2 separate regions of the Mus musculus genome follow, and region 1 is linked to region 2. A link is a contact called in public promoter capture Hi-C data. All regions are on one chromosome and are shown on one strand. The core of a region is the stretch at or near the end of the contact, and the rest is flanking DNA. Distances in the headings are between cores, read along the strand shown.

The links. Promoter capture Hi-C pulls out the DNA fragments that hold promoters and counts their contacts.
Region 1: a contact with region 2 is called in a promoter capture Hi-C map of 3T3-L1-derived adipocytes, with 2.6 times the contacts expected there. The contact joins the enhancer-like site here to the promoter of Tenm4 in region 2. A contact is called at or near these places in 1 of 39 promoter capture datasets (3T3-L1-derived adipocytes), 6 of 484 Hi-C or Micro-C datasets (the N1E-115 cell line, brown adipocytes, embryonic stem cells and 1 more), 4 of 115 datasets of contacts at active chromatin or transcription factors (embryonic fibroblasts and embryonic stem cells) and 3 of 9 other capture datasets (adipose tissue, liver and pancreatic islet).

Annotation. Positions count from the first base shown.
Region 1 is chr7:96,227,407-96,231,757 of GRCm38.p6, forward strand. The region is part of intron 1 of Tenm4 (teneurin transmembrane protein 4); the gene reads left to right. Among named protein-coding and RNA genes, the nearest start is that of Mir708, 20 kb to the right of the region's middle. Within about 2 kb of position 1,350, at least 26 of the 459 cell types and tissues checked have an H3K27ac peak or open chromatin away from gene starts, as enhancers often do. A contact at or near this core is called in 3T3-L1-derived adipocytes, adipose tissue and brown adipocytes, where this site is marked.
Region 2 is chr7:96,168,976-96,173,615 of GRCm38.p6, forward strand. Tenm4 (teneurin transmembrane protein 4) reads left to right here and starts at 2,269. Exons shown (of 33, transcript NM_001310762.1): 1 at 2,269-2,518.

The DNA of each region.
Region 1 (4,351 bases), core at 100-2,599, 58 kb after region 2:
CTAGGTCCATAAATAAATCTACTTGGCCCTAAAGCAAAATGCCCCTCACCCCCCCCCCCCCGAAATGGAGGGGGCAGGGAACTTGCCCAATGGCAGAAGCAAGGTTCCTCTCATCTCCAGAGGTCACTAAACTTTCAGGCAAAGCTTTGAGTAGGCTCCTACCTTCATTGCTGAAGCAAAACTTATTTTCAAAATTAATTTGTGCTCTTGGAAGGCCCCTTTAAAACACTTTTTTAAGATTCCAAATACGTGTGTGTGTGTGTGTGTGTGTGTGTGTGTGTGTGTGTGTGTGTGTGTAGTATGGGAAAGTTCATAACAGACTTGAGTTTGGGTGATAGCCCCATAGCATCAAAATAGGCGTGTGTGTACATGTGTGCATACACACGTGCATATTCAGGCCTGCCTCTAATTTCCAGAACATCCTTGGAATTCTTCAAATTTAAAGCATTGCCATGGTAACTCTCACAGTTGTCATTCCTTGATCTATTGTTCTCACCCCATCTCAGTTTTCCATCTCTCTAATCATTACGAAATGAAGTTCATTTGTTCAGAAACGGACTCCAGAGACAAGCCAGCAGGTGTCACAAGGCTCATATCAGAGTCAGGGACTGAAAGGCAGGTCCTCTGCTGCAGACTCTGCTAATGAAGATAGTTAGGCCTTGTGTGTGCTGAGCCACAGCACTGCACCCAGTGTGGCAGCTCTGCCAGCAGCACTTATTATGCTCCATTGTCTGCTGAATGGAGCCAAGTTTGATTACAGGCCTGCCTGGCTTTCTCTTCACTACTTCCACTACTCCAGATCTCAGCAGCACATAGTCAGGACTTTAGGGATAACTTCTCATGGGATCATCCTCAGTTTTTCCTCTGGAGCTTCAGATGCCAAGGGAAGCTAGGCTGGATGGATATCTGCCTTCAGTTCAGTTGCTAGGGCCTTGTTCACTAAGTATCAAACGACAGTGGCAGGAATGAGTTTCACGTCCCTGGAGGAGAGCAAGGAGGGCCAGACTCCTGATGACAAACTTCTTGTAGAGGTTAGAAAATTATGTTCAATGTTCTTTTCCAAGATCCAGGGAGAGAGGAGGGTGGGCTTCTTTTGGTGGGGTCCCTCAGCAGGGAACCTGGGCACCATCCTACAATATGACTACTTAAGCAATAAGAGCTTGCTGAGTGAGCTCTGCCTTGGACTATATGTGCTGTGAGGCAAAAGGAGTAGGCGTGTCTGCTCAGAATTTGGGGTTCTTAGGATGCAAGGAAGTATTTCAAAATACCCAAGTTTGAGTCAGGCTGACCTCTGTTTAAGTGCTGGCTCAGCCCTCTCTGCCTGAAGTTTTCTTAACTTTGGCACCCTTGGCTGGGTAATTCTTGCTTGCACTAGTCTGTCTTAATGCATCGTAAGATAATTGATGGTGTCTCTGGATCACTAGATGCTGGTGCCTTCTCCACCACTTGTAACAGGCAACATTTTCCTAAGGCATTGTTAAATGTCATCTAGGAGGAGAATACAAGATTCTCCCAGGTTGAGAACCACTGTGCTGTCTTGCATGATCTTGGCCAGTAACTAGAGCTCTTCTATTTGGTGTTTTCCTCTTCACTATGTGGTAAGGAGACCAGCTCAAGGACTAACTGAGAGAATGCCAATTGAGCTTCTAGCATAGAGCCTGGCTCAGGGCAGATGCACTTGGGAAAGAGCTCTCATTCCCACGGTGCCTGGCAGAGGCAGGGGAGGCTTCTAGAAGAAAGAAGTGCTTGTGGTCAGACTGGAAGGATGAGATAGTATGCCTTCCGTAAAGACGTGAACTGCTGTGGTCAGGGTTATACGTGCTCTCTCTCTCTCTCTCTCTCTCTCTCTCTCTCTCTCTCTCTCCCTCCCTCCCTCCCTCCCCCCTCCCTCCCCCCTCCCTCCCTCTCCTCACCCCCACCCCTCACCCCCACAAGCATACTCTTCTCACTTGTTCAGCACCATTTCTTCCCTCCTATGAAGTAGGCCTGGTAGCCCCCTGGCTTCCAGAAGAGGTACATTTGATTCTGGCCTCCATTTAATGCCCCCAGGACCTTCTGCTCCATATGCACATGGCCTTGCCCCGTGTGCCTATGCAGGCCCAGAGAAGAGGCTGTTTCTACCATCTTGTTAAGCATAAATTGGAGATTTCTTTCTGTGTCACTCCTCTGCTAGAGAAAATGCCCCAAGTAAGCTTTCAGATTGGGTCTGGATGAAACAGACAGAGGCTAAGATGGTGGCTGAATATTTCATGGAGACCCTTTCAAACCATACACTCACCTCTCAAGGAGAGTGTTGGGAAGAGAATGTGGAGTAGGAGTCTGTCTCAGCTCAGGCGCCACCTACGAGATGGAACTTTGTGGGGTAAGTCTTTTCATTTCCCAAACCTCAGCTTCCCTACCTATAAAAACAAGGAGTCTTATATCGGCTGTCGGGGTGGTTGGAAGGTTCTAGTGGGTGATACAGAGGACCTGGTGGAGTCCTGAGGACTTAGTCTAACTGGTTGGAACTGCCTTTTCATTTCTAGAATTTGTGGTTTGAGGGACAGCACTAGCCTTGTGAATGACATAGACCAAGGACATGAGACTCCTTGAGGGACTGGGTTTAGAGCGGCCTTCCCAGTCTTCTCCTTTGAATTTGCACTTTGGGGTTAGGGCTGGAATTTTTGGAGGGTTTAGCAGAAGACCAGATGTAGAGAAAGCTTTTCCCGTGTTTCCAGCAGCCCAGCTGAGCAGACGTTGGATTTAAAAATAAGCCAGCCTATCAGGAGGCAGTTTTAAAATATAGCTGTGACAAGCAAATGCCTGCCCTGTGATTGCACAAAAATTAGTCATTAGAAAGGTCAAATGAAGCCTAGGCAGCTCCAGAGTCCCAGCCCCCACCCCAGGCCAAGCTCCAGCCCAGCCCAGCCCCTCACTCCTCCTGTTTCTACCAAGGAGCTGAGGCTGTTGTAATAAAAACACGAAGAGTATGGTGTTTTGTAACTATTTTTATACCGACATCAGACTTGATGTTAGTGCTTCTGAATTATTTAGCATTTTTCTTTCTCAGCTGGCCTCTGCAGCGAATTTCTCTTCCAGGGCGGAGGGAGTTGTTTTATAGGAAACCAAGGAAGCAGACAGACATTGACTGCAGGCCCTCTGCTTTCCCATTGGGAGAAAGACAGGATCAGGTATCCTGTTATGGACCAGTGGCCTCCTATTAAAGGGAGGTGGCTGCTACTTGTCTCCATTTTCCAGAGAGGTTGTGTAGCTTGTGTGAGCGAGCCCAGCAAGAAGGGTTGGGGGTTGAGGTCTTGCAGATTCCTGGGTGTTTCTGACTGCAGAGCCTGTGTTGTTTTTGTTGGAAGAGCCTGCGTACACCCTGCTTTACGCTATCATAAGTACATGGAGGCTCACATCACCTGGTGGCTTACAGGGTGCCAGGTCAAATCACCCCCTGAGAGTGTGGAGGTGAACAGAGGTGAGATCAGCCTCAGAAGGCTGACAAGGAGGAAGAGGAGTGGCCTCGTGGTTCCTGTGTATTGTTGTCACCGTCTCCGGGAGATTGCTGGTGGCTGTAGTGGGAGGCTGGTTAGGTACATTCTGCAGTTCTCTAGGGCATTTTAACTTGAGTCTGTCTGCTCTGTGGGCGTGTACAGAGCAGGTAGAGCCCCTCCCTCACCGTCTGCATCTTGGGCCTCTTTGAAGAGGGTGGTGATTGGCAGCTTCAAACCACCCCTAACAACGAGAAGCGAGGAGGAGCTGGGCTCTTATCTGCTGCTTCTCATAATTGAAGTTCATCACAGACTTTTAGTGGCCATTTGAAATAGACATCTGGACTGAAAAGAGTCCTGCTGCAGATTGGGATGGTCTCACTGCTGCTGCTGCCCCAGCGTTATCTATTTCTTTATTTCAGAGTCAGAGATTAGACATTTTTCTTATTCTGTATTGCTCCAGCTCCTATTTAATTATCAGTGACCCAGAGATGACTCTATTTAAAGCATGTTAAAGTCCTCATTCTACCATGTGTGAAACCTCAGCTAGAATTGTGATATGAAGTCTCTGGGGGAGAGGGGCCTCTGGAAATTAGCTAGGGACAACTTACTTCAAAAGTGTCCATCATTATGGTTTCAATAACATTCTCCAGGATAAAATAGCTGTTGGTAATGTTAATAACAGCTGTATTTTGATAGGGCTGCACTTTATGACTCTATCAAGCGATATCACATTCTGTTAAATAAAGTAATATTTGACACAGGCAGATTCCATGTTATTAAATTTTAGATAGCTATATGAAATACTTGGTTCTCCTTGCTGACTCTCTCTCTCTCTCTCTCTCTCTCTCTCTCTCTCTCTCTCTCTCTCTCTCATA
Region 2 (4,640 bases), core at 1,019-3,518:
AGACTGCTTACAATATGGGGCTCCCTCCTCTCTCAGACCATACACCTGCCAGTCAGAACCCTGCCCCTCCCCCTGCCACTCCCTCCCAAAGGGGCTGCCAAGCCCAGATCTTGCTCAGTTCCTAATACAATCCACCCTCCCCTTTCACCCAGTGCAGAGGGTTTGTGCAAATCCTATGGTAATTGATTTCTTTGGCTGATTCACTTGGCAGATTTTTACATCTGAAAGACTATTTGACAGTCTCCCTGGGCATTTCTCCAGCCCCCCCCCCCAGGGGCTAGAAACCTTTGGGAGACTAACTTCTGGCTCCTCTGGTCCCTGGGGGTCCCTGGGGCAACTCCCGGGGAGCAGCACCTTTGCCTCTCTCCCTACCTTTTTCAGAGAAGGAAAGGGAAATTTGCTGACAGGGGTTTAGGAAAGAAATCTGAAGAGGAAGGAGGGAGAAGACAAACATTTACAGAGCACTGCTTTTAGTCTTGCCAGACTTTTGACATCAGTGACCCCATTTAGTCTCCCCAGCCACTCAGAGGAAAGAGTGGGCAGATTTCCTCCTATTTTATTTTATTTTATTTTATTTTATATCTTTTCAATTGAGACAAGGTCTCATATTCCCCTGGCAGGACTCAAACCCATACCCAAGGACAACCTCCAACTTCAGAGTTCTACAGATCTTATGGGCATGAGCTACCACTACCCATTTCTGTGAGTCAGAGCTTTGTGTGTGCTAGATAAACACACTACCACCTGAGCCACAGCCTCAGGCCAATTCATGCCCATTCTACAGATGAGACAGATTCAGAGAGGGTGGTTAACTAGTGAAAAGCCACACTGGCTGAACTACACTAGATTCAAGGCTGATGCTCTATAAGATTAAACCCAAGTTCAACACTCTTTCCCTGGGAGACAGGGGAAGTCCCTCAGATCTCCATACAAATTTTTCTCACATCCTCTTTGATCCTGGAATCCCTCATCTTCCTCCTTGTGTTGAAGTCTAGTTCCTTGTAGCTGTGTCTACTGTCATCCACTCTCTGTTCAGGGGTTCACTCTTTTGCTATCGTTGATTTTTGAAATCATATTTTAATTGCAATTATAATTCCCTTTTCCATTTCCTCCTTCCACACCCCCTCCCCCTCATATAACTGTCCCTGCTCTGGCTCAAATTCATGGCCTCCTTTTCATTCATTGTTATTGCATATATATCCCTAATATGTTTTCAGGACTACCAACTGGTATGCTGTCATTCTTTTTTCTCAGCATATCATAGGACTTAGGATGTATCTTCAGAAGATGAAGAATTGCAGGAACTTGTGCATAAATAGATGAACATTTACATCTCAGACAACAAATCTATGAATCAGTGAATTTAAAATGATTTATGGGATGTTTGGATGGATGGATTGATGCATGGGTGAATATGGGAAATAAAAGTAAATGCTTCATACATGAAAAAAATGAATGTGTGCATGTTTGGCAAGTCTATAGATTACATGAAATGACAAATAGGTGAATAAATGAATCTTGACAAATAATAATACAATTGAACGTGTCAGTCAGTGAGTGAATAAAAATGTATGTGAATACCAAATGGGAGGATGAATATGTAAGGGAACATAAATTAATAAATAAATTAATAAATAAAGCAATTAGTGCAAGGATGAATGGTGAGTACAGAACAGACTGATAAATTCACACATGCAGGAATGAAGGAATGAATGAATGAATGAATGAATGAGGGAAGGAGCCAACAGATTGGGGGCATGGATGCCTTCCCTATTTTCCAAGGACAGTCCCACCCACAGTGCCCTGTGATGAGAAAGCCTGAGGTACTCGGACCAATGAGTTTCCAGGAATCAGCTTTAAAGTTGTAGTTTCAAATCTGGGGTTGAGTCCCACCTGCACACAAAGGATGCATCTGGCAGGAGTCTCCTACAGTCAAGACAGTGGAAACCAGGGGCATATGACCAGGAACGCTGTGCCCAGTGTCTCAGTTCCCAGTCTCAGCACTCTGCTCCATCCACGTCCTGGAGCCCAAGCAGGCACCCACAGGCAAGGAAATTAATTCTTTCCATCCAAGAACAGCCTCTTGTAATGAAGAGGCTGCTGCAATATCTTTGCAACAAGCAGCAACCCACATGTTTGATTACAACAGGTTGAGCCATTCCACGCTCCCCAGTGCCAGGGCTCAGGGAAAAAGAAACGAAAACACCAGCACAAAACATGAAGCAAGCACACACGCTCCCTGACAACCAGCATCGGGTGGGGATGGGAAGAGCCCCGAATCTGGACTCCTCCACTTGACACCGGGCCACTAAGAGACATTCTTTCTCTGTGCTTCCTTTTCTCTTCCTCAGACTCTGAACTTCAGCAGTTTTGAATGACTGACGCGTCCCTACTCACCCCTGGGACGTAATTCCTGCAGGATTGTGGCAAACTAGTATTTCAGGTTCCCTTGGCAACCCCGGTGCCCTGTCTCCTGAGAACTGTGCATCCCCAGGACCTGAGAAGACCTGACTTCTGGGTAAGAATCTATACTTTTCTGTTTCTCTGCTGTTCCCGCCCCCTGCAGCAACCTGGCTGCGTCTTGGATGGGGAGGGGCTGGCTGGGGAAAAGGATATGGTTGAAGTTAGAAACCACAAAGTGGAAGGAGGAAGACCCTATGTGTTTCAGTCCCTGGGTGAGAGGGCACGGGCACGGCATGTAGATTCCTGGAATGAAAAACTGCTTGCTTCCAGTCTTCAATCTTGTCATTGCTTGTTCTATGATGCAACTTTTGAGTAATCGCTGCCACCTAGGACTGGGTGCCCATTTAGCCTCGGGCGTTTGTCAGTCATTGAATTAATCACTCTACTTTGACACATGCAGGAAGGCGTTACTCTCCCTCATAGCTGTGGGGAGCAGGTAGGGGATCCTGAGCAGGCCCTGCAGTGGCAGAGTTGGGGGGCAGAGCTGTGTGGATGTGTGGCGACTTCCTTCACTGTGTGCAGAGTAAGCACTCTTCCCAGGCATCAGGAAGTCTATAAAGCCGGCCACCAAGCATCAAAAGGTTTTGCTTTGTTTGGGGAGGGGGTGGAAGAGGCAGAACCTTGGCCTTGATGACTAACTCTAAACAGCAGCCTCTGAGAAAGACAGTGATGTGCAAATTACTGATTTTTATTGGACACTTTGGGGAATATAGCTGTTTGTCAGGAAATGAAAGAGAATGTTTGTGCTTATAAAATTATATGGAAAATCAATGTGGTGTTAAGTATATTTCTCAGTTGTTTGAGTCAAGGACTGTTCTCTCGCCAATTCTAGCAAACTCCAAGGGGATGGCAAGGTCCCAAAGTGCAGCCATGGGACTGGATGGAAAGGTCAAACCTCTGTTTCCTACCGCCCTCCATCTTCCTGGTGTGTGTCTAGTGACAGAAAGGGACAGGGTGGTGAAGGCTGGGCTGAGTGGCCAGCACTGCATCTCAGCAGCTGCACTTAGCTGCACATGGGAGTCTTGATGCTCCAGTCTCTTCTGAGTTCTTTTGCTCCACTTTAATTTATGGATCTCTGTAATATCAAGCTTCTGTTACAGATGGGGGTGACCCCGGGGGAAGCATGTAGCAGGAAAGGAGACTAAAGTTATCCAAAACTTGAGTGAAACTGGAGTCTGCATAACTTCCAGGTTTCAGGAGCCACCTCCCATGGGTAGAAGTGTATTATGGGACACTAGTATTACCCAGTTTGACACAGGAATAAAGTGAGGGTGTAGGAATAGACAGGTCTTTTGCCCTCTTCGTAGGTACTTGACGTTGCTTTATGACTGAGAATCTTTGACTGACTGGGGATGATGCCAAAGAAACTGGACAGAGAGCTCTCAGAAGGTCAGAGTTTGAAACCTCACAAGCTACCAACAAGAGTTCTACCTGTGACTACAAGTCTTGTAGTTAGAAACCACACTAGATAAAAATATAAATATTTTCAAGATATTTAATTGAGACTCACACCTTCATTTCTAACCCATATGCCACCTCCCTGGGCTTGCGTGCCTTTGTGTGGATACTCTGTGTGCAATTAGAAGGCTCTTAGTTTGTTTCAAGCTAGCCTTATTCCCTTTATACCATTAGGACCCACTTGAGTCTGTTGTGATCCTCCTGACTCAGCTTCTTGAGGACAAGGATAACAGGTATATTTCACCATGCTCAGCCAAAGAAACTTCTTTTCTTTTTTTAAATTAATGTTATTATTTGCACTGCCCCATGTGCCACTGCACACATGTGATGTTACAGTACAGAGGCTACACTGATCAGTGAAGATAAACAGCTGACTAGATGAACTGTAAAGTTTTATTTTCTCTTACACATATGCATTTAGTGGGGTGAGAGTGCTGAGCCATGGCACTCCCGTGGAGGTCTGAGAATAACTTATCAGTATTTGGCTCTCCCCTTCCACCATGTAGGTCCAGGAGATGAAATGTCAGGTTATCAAACTTAGCAGCAAGCTTAATCTCCTGGACCTACGTGGTGGAAGGGGAGAGCCAAGCATTAATACGTTGTTCTCAGAGTCCTCTCTCCATCCCTTCAAATGTTCTTTATGTCTCTTACTTGCTGTAGGTTAGGCAGTGCACTCCCCTTTTATTGTGCCTTGGTTTCAATTTCAAACTAGGTTTTTA